3 separate regions of the Mus musculus genome follow, and all the other regions are linked to region 3. A link is a contact called in public HiChIP or PLAC-seq and Micro-C data. All regions are on one chromosome and are shown on one strand. Each heading gives the region's core, a stretch centred on a gene start, on an enhancer-like site or on the middle of the called end of the contact. The rest is flanking DNA. Distances are from core to core; before and after follow the strand shown.

Region 1 (4,833 bases), core at 1,403-3,902, 590 kb after region 3:
GCTGGCTTCTTTGAAATTTACTTTTTCAGTGTGTGCGGTCAACTGGGCAAAGGAATAGGTTGGAGGGCGGAGGTGGCTTCACAAGATGGTCTCTGTGTAGTAAGCAACCCAAAATCTTACTAAAAATATTTCCCTTAAGAGCATGCTCTTTGCTAAATGTTGTAATTATACGGAATGTTTGCCTCCCTCTCTGCTCTGCTCCCTCCTCATGTGCCTGCTGCACACAGACACCATCAACTGCCTTTCCAGAGACAGCGTGGAATCTGGACGCAGCCCTGCACAGCTGTGTCTACACAGCCAGCAGTCCAGTAGACAGCCCGCCTGCTCACGTCTGGACACTCTGAGAATATCACAGGGCACATGGTGGCGGGGTAAGCAGCCCTGGTTTCATGCATCTGGGGGCAGCTGCCTACTCAAGAAAGCCCTCTGGACAACTCGTCACTCATAAGGAACACCCGATGCTTGAGCACTAATGCCTAAAACACTGCAGTCAGGTGCTTTCAGCCCCAGGTACACAGGAATTTGGGACTCTAGCCACTTCTGTCAGTGGCTCTCATCCCGTGAGGCCTGACCTTTCCGGGGTTGTTCACAGGGGTCACCTGAGCTCATCAGGAAAAAGATCTTTACATTACAAATCGTAACAGTAGCAAAATCACTGTTACAAAGAAGTAACAAAAATAATTTTATGGGGGGTGGGGGTGGGTCACCGTAACATGAGGAAGTGTATTGAAAGCATTAGGAAGGTTGGGAACCTCGGTCTTAGGGTGAAGTCTCAGCAGCATCACTTTAGAAAGCTCCCTCAGGGAGTCTAGGAAGTACACCTGAGATTGAGGGTGATTTTCAAACTTGAAAACTGAGACCTCTGGACTCCACGTTGGAGCTAATTCAGTAGCTCTTGAGAATCTGTTGATCCAAGTTCCCAGAAGTCTGTGCCACTGGTTTGGGGGAGTCGGACTGATGGTAAGACACTGATGTGGACAGATAGGTTCAGAAAGCAAAACCTATTTCTGGGATCCACTCTAAGGAAAGGCACACTTCCCAGTCTCAGTGTCGGGAAAGGCCATCCTGACCCTACTACACTACCTGGCAGAGAGCCTACCTCTCAAGGCTTTTCAGATCACAAACATCTTCTGAGATCCCAAACGGCTCCTGCCCATCAAATAGACTGACTGCTTCGCCAATACCATCCATTCACGTAGGGGCTATCTATGTGTTCTGCAAATGCTCTCTGCAGCTCTGACGTCTCAACTCTCCTCTTCCCACACCATGTGAATCCTCATGATCATAACTCCCGTGGGCAGGTCTGGCAGAACCTTTAACTTCTAAACCATCCTGCGAACTGTTACTCTGTTTTTGATAGGGTGTGAAGTATCCCAGGCAAGGTTTAAAGTCACAATGTAGCAAAAGATGGCCTTGACTTCCTGCTCACCCGGACTCCACCTCCTGAGCGCTAAGGTTATAGGCACTTGGCCTCAGTGCCTGGTTATGTGCTGTACTGAGACGCTATCCCAGGGTTTCCTGATTGGCAGGCAAGTTCCACCCCTAGCCCAGCACTGTGGCTGTTTTAAATTACTCTTAGTCCAATTAGGTTAGTGTTAGGATCTTCCTGCCTTTCTTCCAGTGCTGTGATTACAGGCAAGCGCGGCCATGACTAACTTTTCCCCTTAGTGTAGGAATCTGAAGTCAGAAGCCCATCAGTATAATACTGATATATAAATACTTTAATATAAAAAATTATAACACTTTATAATACTGAGCCTTCTCGTCTATCCCTAAAGCTTTTTTTGTGGTTCCCAGCCTTTCTAATGCTATGACCCTCATGTCGTATTGAACCCTAACCATAACATTATTTCACTGCTACTTCATAACTGCAATCTTGCTACCGTTACAAGTCCTGGTGTAAATATATCCGCCGTGCAGGATATCTGCTATGGGGCACCCTTTGGGGTCACGACCCACATATTAAGAACCTCTGCCTTTTGTATACATTCATTAAACATCAAGACATTAATTAATGCTCGTGGGCAGATCACCTTGTATTTTTCCTCATAGCTGTTCTTAGTTTCTCCGATTAGAAAACGCTGTCTGTCACTGTCACACCCTGTACTGTTTTGTGAGCGGCTCACCTCTGCATTGCTTTACCGACCTTCCTAGGCCTACCAGCCTTTCACTAGCCGCCCCCCTCTTCTAGCACTCTCAAGGCCAAGGAAGAACTCCAGAGAGCCTTTCCTCTCGCTTTAACCTGACAACCACCCATTACATAATCATTACAATGAAGCGGTACCCGCCCAGATTAAGTGAAATTCAAACACTCGGCCATATGGCTAGAGAACTGGCTCAGCAGTTAAGAGCACCGACTGCTCTTCCAGAGGTCCCAAGTTCAAATCCCAGCAACCACATGTGGCTCACAACCATCTGTCACAGGATCTGATGCCCTCTTCTGGTGTGTCTGAAGACGGCTACAGTGCACTTGCATATTTATAATAAATAAATAAATAAATCTTAAAAAAACAAAACAAAACAAAAAAACAATCCTCGGCCATAATTTCTTTCCTAAAATGTCCCTGGACCCACGTAAAGTTTCCTGACGTAAGCCCTAAGGACCAGTTTAGGCTGACGTAGCAGGAAGTGTAACAGCAAGTTCCCCTTTTCTTCACGTTGTCCTGTGAACTCTGCTAAGTCAGGGTCACTGCCATTGAAAATGATGAGTGGATTTCTCAGTGCTTAAAAGTCTTGACTCAAAGCCCACATACAAAGTAACTCTCTTAGCTCTCATAGCATGCACTATGGAAAGTCTAACCACTGACCTTACAGCTCAGCTTAGAAATGGTAATCCTCAATTAAACGTGTGTATTATCAAAAAAAAATGAAAATAAAAAGAGGAAGGAGGAAGTCCTTCCACATGTGTGCTGCACTTTCATTTCGGCCCTGCTCCCCAGATAAATTCATTTTTAAAGGACAAAGCAAGCTCCTTACCTTCATGGCTGCTGGAGAAATACCCGCCTCTCATGTAGGATGACTGGCAGTTAGGCACTTCTGAAAGGAAACACAGCACTCTTAGCAACAATCCCTACATAACAGCAGAGACGATGCTGGAAACAGCAGAGAGCACGCACGCTGGCAGCCAAGGCCCGAAACCTCACAGCTAAGGATGCGCACTAAGTTCTCGTCAACCTGACAGAAGTCTGAGTTACTTGGGAAGAGAGGGACCTTCCACCAAGCAAGACAGGCTGGTGGCACATGTGTGGGGCATTTTACTGACTAATCACTGTAAGGGCTGGGTCCTGGCCTACTGTGGGAAGTGTCTGCCTAATGCAGGTGGTCCTGGAGTGTGTGTGACCGTAGGCTGGGTAAGCCAGAGGAAAAGCCAGTACGTGGCACTCCTCCGTGGTCTCTGCAACAGCTCTTGCCTTGGCATCCCTCGATGATGATGGTGCGTCATCCCTACGCCAAATACTCCAGTCCCACTCCCTACATCACCAAGTTGCTTTTGATGAGTGTTTTATTACAGCAACTAAGAATCAACCTAAGAGAAAGGTCAAGTGTTTAATTTAAGGCCTTGGTCTGTGGAAATGGACCAAGCTAATAAACAATATGGTAAACACTACAAACCACCAAGACCCTTCTCATCAAGAGGCACAGGACAAAGAGATAAAGCTCTGTCTCATCTTAGAACCCGTTATCACTGCACTTGGTGGGCAAGCTGACAGGAACACAAGAAACTGCCTGTCCAAGGGGCTTCCAGATGGGGAGGGGAAGAGCCTTAGCTCTTTCTCAATCTGCTCCTCTGGTCACTGAAGGCCACATCCAATTCTGTTGCCTGGAGTGAGGGTATTTAAGGCCAGAGGGATTAGTGGCACTAAAGCTCTGCAGCCAGGATGACAACTGGCAGGGTGGGTACTGTAGTTTGGTGAGCATGTTTTCACCCCACTGGATCTGTGATGCTGAAACTAACACTCAAGCGGTCTCTTCTTCAGGTCCCATGAGAGGAGAGAGTGATCTGGGTGCACACTGGGAATGCTTCTGAGGTGAACCTCCACGGAATGCTTTTCCTCAAGTGAATGGGAGGAGATTAAAAATGGCTGGCCAAATTAAAATGTCAATGCCAGCAGGCTGGAGAGGGCTCAGTGGTTAAAAGAACGAACATACTGCTCTTCAAGAGGACCTAAGCTTCAATTCCTAACACCCACAACAACAGCTCACAACCATCTGTAGCTCCAGTTGGGGGGTTGGGGGACGACAACGACGGGGACTGGGGCACTCACATATACATACACTGACACACACACATAACTAAGCTAATAGTATATAATATATATTATACATACTAGAGTCAATTCCAGTCCTAAAGAAAAAATATGGCCATCATATCATGACTTCCAAGAAATATGTTTCAAAGTCTTCAAAAAGAATTCAGTGACAATTTATTTGTATAACCTATCAGCAGTCTCCACTGGCCTACGTTCTCAGATTGCCCCAAACTAGTTTCTATCTAAATCATGGTGTTATCTCAGAGACCAAGAGCAGACTCTATATCCCACTTCACCCACAAGAGCCATTCAGCTGACTGCTCCAACCTTCCAAAGGGGCTTAAGAAAAGCCCACAGCGAGAAAAGCCCACAGCGAACGGCAGAAAACCCACCAACTACTCCCAGGTCATTTCAGTCCTGACTGTAAGGAAAGAGTGGGAATGCTTACTCTCCCTGGTCGGCTTTCCTCCAGAGTCTGGTTCACAAGACACAGAGGTCAAACAGCCTCAACTTAACATGCTGAAGCTCCTAGGCAAACAGCAGGGACCATCACAGGTTACACATCTTCCTGTGCAGACCAGTA
Region 2 (4,777 bases), core at 877-3,376, 600 kb before region 3:
CTTCTGTGATAACCCCCACCCCATCACCCCCCAGCTTTCCTAACTGTGAAATACGACTTTTCCCTGCCACTTCAGAATTCTTGGCCTGCATTTAACTCAAAGGCTTCTTGGGTCTGATCTGTCTCCCTTCTTGTTTGTTGTTTCCTGGGCCAAGGTGACACTTTTGCTCCAGGGTTTACTCTGGAGGACTTGGAACCTGGAGGTACTGTGGAGTCTGGCATCTCAGTAAAATTGAGTGGGCCTGGCCCTTCACCAGGGCAGCCAGCAAGGATCTCAGGCTGTGCGCTTGCACAAGTGTAGTCAAACGAGACCCTCAGAGGCAGACCAGGTTATCCACAGTGTCCCCATCGTTACCAGCTCTCCAAACTTAAGCGCCAGCTCCTGAACCAGACTGCTGAATGATGCTTCCTCCCCAAGGCTTAGGAGTCCACACACTACCATTTTGCTGCCAGGGAAGTGGCTTGCTGCTTAGGCAGGGGCTATACCTGAGGAGGCCGCACCCAGCCACACCCAGAATCATCTCAATGCCCCTGCCCCACCCCCAGCCTTGTGACCTGACTGACTGCTCCTGCTTTAGCCAGGACAACAGGAAGTAGATCTGGGGTTGCCCTGCCTCTTTGAGAGGTAGGGTAAGAATTAGCACCTTCCCCCAACTTTTCCATAGGTCTACCTCAAAGAAAAGCATGCTTGCTGTGAGTGTCTGCTGCTTGTGGAACCTCTGAGTTGTTACACTAACTTTAATGATTGATGCTTTTTCTCCCCTGAAACAAAAGTTTCTCTGTGTAACCCTGACTGTCTTAGAACTCTCTCTATAGACTTTATTGGCCTCAAACTCATAGGGATCGTCCTGCCTCTGCCTCCCACATACTGGGATTAATGTATGCCACAAACTGCCCCGTTGATGGTTGATTCTTAAATTGAGTTTCCGTGCTCCTTCGTGGTGCTGTGGTGTTTTCCATGTGTTGTGCAGGGAAACTAGTACTTGTGTTTGTAGTTTCTGTGCAGGATGGTGTGCCTTGTAGCTGTGCAATGGGGCGTGTGAGGGGAGGATGTGCTGTAGGATTGGGCGTGCCTGTCCCTAGAAAGGCTGTGTGGCCGAGAGTGGGCCTGCCTTAGGGCACGCTGGATCTGTGTGTAGGAAAGATTCTGTGAATGTCTAAGGAGACTAATCTGTTTGTGCCACATGCATCTGTCAGAAGAGCTGTGTGGGGGCCGTGTACGTGTTTGTGGGTGGTTCCGAGTAGATTTGTCCACCAGATGTGTTGACTTTCCCTTCTTTGGTCCCAGTAGTGGGAAACAACTTCAGCCACAGAGAACTGGGTACTGCCTGTGCAAGTGTTGTGTTTGTGCATAGGTGAGAGCCACACAGTTGCTGCCACAGCTACTTGCTTTGGCTGTGGCCCGGTGGAAAACCGAAAGGGTGTTTTGTCAAAGCCCCAGTTCCAGATCACCAACATGGTGATAGCTTCCCATTGACTCTTAAGAACAATACAAGTCCTGTGCCTAGGGGCTGGCCGTCCTTTCTTATCTCCCTCCACAGCCACCTGGTTAAGGGGTTGGCGTGGAAGCAGCAGCTAGGAGTATTTGGAGGTTGCTCTTTTGTTCTTAGTACTTGTCTTCGCAGCAGAGAAAAGATCTCCCTCCTGGTACCGTGAGTAGAGATGGGTGCTATAACCCAGTCAGTCCTTCTGAGACCAGGCCACTGATACTCAGTCTGCCCTAGATCTCCCTCCCGTGCTTGGGCAGACTGCAAGGAGCAGACCCCTCCTCTCCCAAGAGAAGAGGGGAAACCAAAGCGGCCCGCCTCCTCCCCACCCTGGTGACCGGAGCCCGAGCCCCTCCTCAGGCACACAGGCCTGGAAACCCAAGTCCTCTCCTCATTAATGGGAAAAATGTGCCGAGATTGAGCGATGGCCAAAGGCTGATCCCCTCCCTCCCTCTCCAGAAATTAAACAGAAATGAAGAGCCTCCCTCTCTCCCTCCTCCTTCACCCGCCTCCAGCCCTCCCCTCTCTCCTCCCCCTCCCCTCCTCCCGGAGCCAGCGCAGGGCTTGTTTTAAACTGTGGAGGAATCTGGCTGGAGGGGGGAGGGGGCTGAATATTTGGGTTTAAACAGTTCCAGATGGGTTTGGCACAGGCTGAGCAGAAGGAAGTGAGGGAGAGGGAGGAGGGAGGCAGCGCGCGGGAGCTGTGGGAGCCCTTGCCTGCTCCAGCGGGCGGGCAGCGGCAGGCGGCGGCGGGCAGACAAGCAGGCGGACTGGCCGGCTGGTTGGCTGGGGGAGGGTATGCGCTTGGCTCAGCGCGGAGTGGCTGCTCACTGGGACAGGAGTATTCCAGGCTGCCGGCTGGGGAAGAGGCCACTTGGCAATCTCCTTCTCTGTCGATGTCTCTTTGGGCCTCCTTGTCTCTTCATCTTACTGTCTGTTGTAGTCCGCTGCCCAGCATCTCGCTGTCTGGTCCCAGTCTGCCAGAGTCGTTCAACTTGGACCATCTTCTGGTCCAGCCAAGGCCCTGCTTTCCGTGCTATCTCTAGGTCCCTGCTTCTGATCATCTCTGCTTTCCTGAAGGACCACTTTCAGGACAAATATGTGTCTGTAGGTCTGTCTGCCAGAGGAGGCTGGGACAGCTTGCCATGAAGACAGCTTAGTAAGGACCACCAGCTGCTGTAGTTATAGAGCCTGGCTCCTTGCAGCGAGTGCCTGCTTAAACTGTGCCCCTGTGCCACCCACTTGGGTCCACTCATCTCTGCCCTGTCCCCCCACTGGGCTCTCTGATGGCTTCTGCAGGAACATGTGGAGTTCGTACCTTCTAGAGACCCTCAGCTGTCCCATCAAGGATGCAACAGCCTCTAGACGTTCTGGGGTGTCTCTGCCTGTTAAAGTCCAAAGTTGAGACTTCTTTGGGTCTCAGGCTACAGGAAAGAAGGGGGCGTGGAGGGGATTGTCCCTTGCCTTCCTGGTGTCATGCTAGGTCTGATCTTGGGTTTTTGCTGTCTTCAGTTGTCTAGCCAAAGCTCAGAAACAGATTCTAGGGTGCAAGTTTATGTCTAGAACATTACAGGTGCCCCTCCCATGGCTGAGCAAGCTGAGCTGACAAGGAACTGGAGCTCAAAACAGAGAGGGGCTGTTGTCCCTTGATTCACAGAGGAAAGTGACTCACCTGTCTTGGGGATACAAGAAACACTTCCTGGAGGGAGAAGTTTGGTGGGACACACAGCCAGTTTCCAGTTTTCTGAGCTTTACGGGGGGGGGGGGGGGGCGTTGGTTTTCATTTTTGAGACAGAATTTCACCATGTAGTCCCACACTAAGCTGAAACTCCTCGCCCTCCAATTAGACCAGCTCTGTGTGGGCATCCTGCTTCTGTAGAGGACTGTGAGCAGTGCCTTCTCCAGGGATTTCATGAAGCTTTGAATTAAGTTCTAGGCACCGGTGGTCCTTTTACCTCAAAGAGCATCCTTGCTTCAACCCCCACAGGTGGCTGAGTAGGAGGCTGGGAGCAGGCCCTGGCCTGCCACTGCTCTTCCCCAGGGCAGTGTGTGAGGCTGGGCCTTTGTGCTGGGAATGGAGTCAGGGGAGGCCCACACTGCTGGGTCTGAAGCCCACAGCCCTTTGTTCCAGGATAAAGGCCCTGCTGGCCCCTTTGTGTGAAGATTAGTAGAGCCTGAGGTGTGTGAACCAGCCTTTGCTCCAGCCTCAGTTAACCCAAGCCTAGGGTCAAAGGTGGACATCTACCCCTACCAAGCCAGACACATCTTTGGAGTTGTGACACCTCTGGGGATGACTTCAGGGTCAGGAAAGGGGAGGCATCTTTGGAGACTTGGGAGAGGCTGTCCCAGACGGAAACTTGTTTCTTACATCCCTGACTTTCCTGGGTCACTTCTCCCTCATTCTGAGGTTAGCCCCTGATCTTCCCTTCTATTGCTTCCCCCAGAGACTCTCATGGACACGAAATGGGTGACGTCTGAGCTGGCATGGACATCTCATCCAGAGAGTGGGGTAAGACTTGCCCATCGTCTATACTGAATTTTGGTTGCTGTTATGCCTTCTCCCTCCAAGGCCTGGACCTGGGCTGCCTCTGTCCTTCAGCTCCAGTAGTATTCTCATATCTTAGCCCGATCCTCCTAGGGTGTGAATGTTTGTGTCTCTCATTCTTCTGTCTGCTGGTCCATAGTTGTCCTATTGCCCTCACCTAGCAGCCCTTCCAAGTCTATCCAGACCACCCCACTCCCACCTGGGTCCCTGGAAGGAGTGATGCCTCAGGATCCAGGAAGGGAAGCCAAAGCATGGTGGCTCCTGCTTTTAAGAGAAGCTCTTGGGAGGCAGAGGCAGACACATCTTTGTGAATTCTAGGACAGCCCGGTCTACATAGTTCCAGGACAGCCAGGACTACATAGTGAAAGAACCTGTCTTTAAAAATAAATATAGGGGCTGGTGAGATGGCTCAGTGGGTAAGAGCACCCGACTGCTCTTCCGAAGGTCCAGAGTTCAAATCCCAGCAACCACATGGTGGCTCACAACCACCCGAAATGAGATCTGATGTCCTCTTCTGGTGCTGTCTGAGGACAGCTACGGTGTACTTGCATATAATAAATAAATCTTTTTAAAAAATAAATAAATAAATAAATAAATAAATATAAAGTAAATAAACAAATAAACTAAGAGAGAGCCAGGAGGCCTAGGCCCCAGATCTCTAACATATTGTGTGCTTTTGAGCAGGACAATTGACTTTCCTGGGCCTCTATTTCTTGACTATTAAATTCCTACCATTCTACTCTCAG
Region 3 (4,549 bases), core at 1,714-4,213:
TTCCTTACTGCACTGAAATACTTTACTTGGTGCCTTGGAATTGTTTAAATTTAACAGAAGGCTATACAAAGTGTTGATTTTTCTCCTTATACAAATTACATAAATGCATATAATCCCAGTGATGTAAATATTTGTCAAGAAATGTAAAATGTGGACAGGAGCTACATGTTGCCTAGTCATAACCAAGCTTCTTGCATTGGTGGAGACAGAACGAATTGCATAGACTTTGAGAATTGAGCCTGCCAGGAACAAGACAGTTGGCCTCTGATGGAGAAGCTGGCCTCTGATGGAGAAGCTGGCCTCTGATGGAGAAGCTTCTTACTGCCTGTGACTGACTTTCTTCTTCTTTGACCCCTCCCCTGAACCCGAAACTCCTCACATTGATCTTTATGACCTTGCATGTAGAAATACTAGCTACCAGTGAAAAAGCCCAAGAGACACTAATTGGATATCTTGACTGTCCTTGGTCTGTATGCCCTGCCCTTATGAATCTAGTATCTGCCACTGGCCTTTCTTTTCTACCTTCTAAATACCTTTAAATTCCCTCTTTTAGGTCTAGCCTGTACCTTACTCTGTTGTCAGATTTCCTGAGCCTCTGTAAAAGCCCCTCGCTTGGTTCTCTATATTTACTCTCCTTCCCTTCTCTCATCTCGCTGCATTCAGAGGAATCTTCTTTTTGATCCTCTGCTTTAAGTCCTTGATGTTTTATTGCCTCAGGCCGCTAAGCAACAGCAGCAGTGTCCCCTATCCCACGTTTCCCCCTTGTGTCTCTGACGGTTTCAATGAGAAACGACCCTCATTGAAACCGTTTAGGACGTGCAGTCCTGCTGGGGGAAGTTTGTCACTGGGGGAAGCATTTGAGAGCTTAAGGCTCCGTCCTACTTCAAGTTTGCTCTCAGCTTGGACTAGTGGTTGAGATGAGAGATGCTAGCTTCTTTTTTCCTGCCTCTGCTGCCATGCCCTTCCATAATGGACTCTTAGCCCTTTGGAAATGTAAGCCCAAATAAACTCTTTCTTTTTTAAGTTGCTTTTAGTTGTGGTGTTTTATCATAGCAACAGAAAAGTATCTAACATAGCATCCTAGCCCTGTTTATTGAACTCATTCTACCAATCTTTGTCCAAATAGTTTTTCCTCCTTTTGTGTGTGTGTGTTTTGTTTTGTTTTTGTTTTTCAAGATAGGGTTTCACCGTATAGTCTTGGCTGTCCTGTAACTCGCTCTGTAGACCAGGCTGGCCTTGAACTCATAGAGATCTGCCTGCCTCTACGACCTAAGTACTAGGATCAAAGGCATATGATACTGCCACCTCTGGCAAATATTATTTCTTAAAAGAAGCCTTCTCCCACACTTCAGACGAGACGTCTCTCTGCCATTGTTTCCCCAGTCTCCCCCCCCCCCCCCCCCCGCAGAGTACATCATTTGCTTACTTTCTTGTGTGTTGATTGTACCTACCCCAGCAGACTGGTCATGATGGAACCAAACACTGGCACGTGTTTTATTTGCTACTATATGCCCAAGGCTGGGCAATGCCTAGAAGGTAGTAGAGATTAAGTAAGCTTTTATTAACCAGGTCTTCCTGTGTCTACTAGTTGTTATCTAGTTACTTTAACTTCTTTTAAATACCCTGAGTAATAGCTCTTTCTGTATATAAACCTTAAACCTTATCATAGTTTCTCAGGGCCTTACCTGATTGGTCACTACTGTCCCTCAGGTTTTTGTAGTTCATTTTCTAACAGACTACTTGAGATGGCTAATGTTGATAGCCAACTTGGTAGCATCTAGAACCTCTTAGGAAACACATGTCAGGGATCATCTTGGTGATCTTATTTGAAGTAGGGGGACCCCCCTGTGGGCATCTCCATTCCATAGGCTTGCATCCTGAACTTCATGAAAGAAGGCAGCAGGCAGAGGGCCACCATTATCATCCTGTTCCTCCTGACTGTGGACACAGTGTGACCAGCTGCTTCAGGCTCCTGATACCATGATTACCTTGGCACAGTGGACTGCACTCTGGAACTGTGAGCCAAAATAAACTCCTCCCTTAAGTTGCTTTTATTATCACAGCGGTAGGAAGAGTAACTAAGAAAATTGATACCAGGAAGTGAGGCCTTTTATAGATAAGCTTGAACATATTGCTCCTAGGCCTTTGAAACTAGTTTGTGGGAAGAATTGGGGAGGAGTTTAGAACTTCAGACAAGAAAAAACCCTTGCATATTTTAGGCAGAAGGTAATGGGTCATTATTCTGGGAACTTTGGAGAGGGGAACAAGAGAAATGCAGACAGTGAAGTCCTGAGGTTTCAGAGGAAAACGAGAGGACTCAGTCATGAACTGGGCAGGGGCAATTCATGTGACCTTTCAGCAGAGAGTCTGGCTTCATTGTGCCCATGCCCTGGCAACTTAGTCAAGTAGAATTTAAAGGGAGTAGATCAATTTGTTTGGCAGAAAAAAATCTCAAGACAGGGTTGCAACCAGGCTGGTGCTGGGTCTTGCGCGCGCTCAACTGGCCAGGAAGAACGACGTGCAACAGGATCCTTCTGCACACGTTTATTCAGTCCTGTTTCTTCTTTCTCTATATCTCCCTTGTTTATATCTCCCCCGAACCCTGGGCCTCTCACTCTTTTATACTCTCAGTTCCCATCCACGCACAGCAGGCCACGCCACCTCACCAGGCACGCAGCTTCAGCTAATCAGGGCAGCAGGGGCATATCTCCATCAAAATGGATTCACCGGTATCCGGTACACCTGCGCAGCTCTCAAGATGTTTGTGGCTTATATGAGGAAGTCAGGTGCAAGTCATACGACTTAGCTGCAGTCCCTGGCGCCTTTGGGACTGCCGCCACACCCGCTCCTCACAGCTGGGGAAACAGTTGTATTGTTAAAGAGATCAGTCACTGAAGAGAAATCTGAGTTGCACCTGACAATAGAAAAGGCCCTGAAGGCAAACCTCACCCACCAGACTCCAACTTATCAGGATACAAAGTCAGTCAGAGGAAGTCTGAACTGAATGGGTTCTTGATTCCTTGGGAGCAATGGCCTAGAAGAGTCCCTTGGGGTCAGCTCAGAGAAGCTGGTAGATCTATGGTCCAGGGAGCCAGGACATGTCTGGAGTTAGCAGGACTTGGCGTTGTTGTCTACCTGGTACAGGTTTTGAAATCAGTGAAAGATGCAAGATTGAAGAGGTGGTGGATTCTTGCTCCACAGTTTCAGAGAGCAGCCGAGGCCAGGTAGTGTGGCAAGGTCATAGTCCCACAAAGGGCCTGAGAGGCTACTGCCTGAAGCTGTGAATGTTGATGTCAGACCCATGGGACATCTGACAGGGAAAGCAGCGTCCATGGAGTGAAGCTACTCAAGGGAGAAGTTGAGTGTGCCTAAGTGGTACGTCCGGAGGGATGGGGATCCCGTCACCCCAATGGCAGACTTGGTACTGCAAGCTTGATGTCTTCTCTGTTGGGTTTTAGGCTTGCTTTGGGCATGATTATTCTCTCCTATGCCTTCATTTCTCCCTTTTGGAATAGGAATGGTCACTCATGTCATTTTATTTTGGAACTATGTAACTTGTTTTTTTTATTTTCTAGGCACTCACAGTTAAGAGATTACCTCAAATCTGAAATAAGGCTTTGGACTTGTGAACAGTATTGGAATTGTTGAAGAATATGGGGACTTTTGAAGTTGTCCTGGACATATGTTTGCATTATAAGATGACAATGAAGGCTGCCAGGAAAACTCAGAAAGTATTGTATTACCTTTTGACTTGAGTTCAATCCCCAAAGCCAAAGTGTGGAAGGAGAGAGCTGATTCCTGCAACTTCTTCTGACTTCTATAGCACTCACATATATCGGGCACATGCATGAGTATGCACACACACACACACACACACACACAGATCGAAAATAGTTGTAATAAAAAAAATTAAACAGATGGTCATGAAATTCTGGAAAGATGGGTTGAAAGGTCCATGGCTTCAAATTATTGTGTTTGGATGTCAAGTTTTAAAGGATGGAGTTGTGGTTAGTGTTGATTGTTAACTTTATAGCATCTAGAACTTTCTAAGAAACAAGCCTCTGGCACACAGAGATCATCTTGATATGGTTATCTGAGATAGGAAGAGCCTGCTATGGGTGGCTCCATTCCTTAGGCTTGCACCCTGGACTTAATGAAAGGAGGACGCAGACAGAGAGCCAGCATTTCCCGTCCTGTTCTTCCTGTCTGGACGCGGTGTGACCGATCGGCCACTGTGGTGCTCCTGATGCCTTGACTGCCTTGGTACGGGAACTGTGAGCCAACATAGACTCCTTCCTTAAGTTGCTTTTCTCAGGGTGTTTATCCCAGCAACAGATCAAGCAAGTAGGACACTGGCTGTCTTAGTCAGGGTTTCTATTCCTGCACAGACATCATGACCAAGAAGCAAGTTGGGGAGGAAAGGGTTTATTTGGCTTACACTTCCATACTGCTGTTCATCGCCAAGGAAGTCAGGTCTGGAACTCAAGCAGGTCAGGAAGCAGGAGCTGATGCAGAGGCCATGGAGGGATGTTCTTTACTGGCTTGCTTC

What was found. Hi-C and Micro-C count contacts between places; a contact is called where the count stands out from the background. HiChIP or PLAC-seq counts read pairs in DNA pulled down with a chosen protein or histone mark.
Region 1: an H3K27ac HiChIP or PLAC-seq map of embryonic stem cells shows a contact between it and region 3, with 5 read pairs. The contact joins two enhancer-like sites.
Region 2: a contact with region 3 is called in a Micro-C map of embryonic stem cells, with 2.8 times the contacts expected there. The contact joins two enhancer-like sites. A contact is called at or near these places in 5 of 39 promoter capture datasets (the 3T3-L1 cell line, cranial neural crest, frontonasal cranial neural crest and 2 more), 4 of 484 Hi-C or Micro-C datasets (cortical neurons, embryonic stem cells and palatal mesenchyme) and 5 of 115 datasets of contacts at active chromatin or transcription factors (astrocytes, embryonic forebrain, embryonic midbrain and 1 more).

The regions. Positions count from the first base shown.
Region 1 is chr16:22,396,344-22,401,176 of GRCm38.p6, forward strand. Etv5 (ets variant 5) reads right to left here. Exons shown (of 13, transcript NM_023794.2): 9 at 2,977-3,036. Among named protein-coding and RNA genes, the nearest start is that of Etv5, 41 kb to the right of the region's middle. Within about 2 kb of position 2,653, at least 65 of the 459 cell types and tissues checked have an H3K27ac peak or open chromatin away from gene starts, as enhancers often do. A contact at or near this core is called in embryonic stem cells, where this site is marked.
Region 2 is chr16:21,208,960-21,213,736 of GRCm38.p6, forward strand. It overlaps Ephb3 (Eph receptor B3), which reads left to right. Exons shown (of 16, transcript NM_010143.1): 2 at 3,931-3,995. Among named protein-coding and RNA genes, the nearest start is that of Ephb3, 6.6 kb to the left of the region's middle. Within about 2 kb of position 2,127, at least 230 of the 459 cell types and tissues checked have an H3K27ac peak or open chromatin away from gene starts, as enhancers often do. A contact at or near this core is called in embryonic stem cells, where this site is marked.
Region 3 is chr16:21,805,103-21,809,651 of GRCm38.p6, forward strand. 1300002E11Rik (RIKEN cDNA 1300002E11 gene) reads left to right here. Exons shown (of 3, transcript NR_037958.1): 3 at 3,576-3,938. Among named protein-coding and RNA genes, the nearest start is that of 1300002E11Rik, 13 kb to the left of the region's middle. Within about 2 kb of position 2,964, at least 12 of the 459 cell types and tissues checked have an H3K27ac peak or open chromatin away from gene starts, as enhancers often do. A contact at or near this core is called in embryonic stem cells, where this site is marked.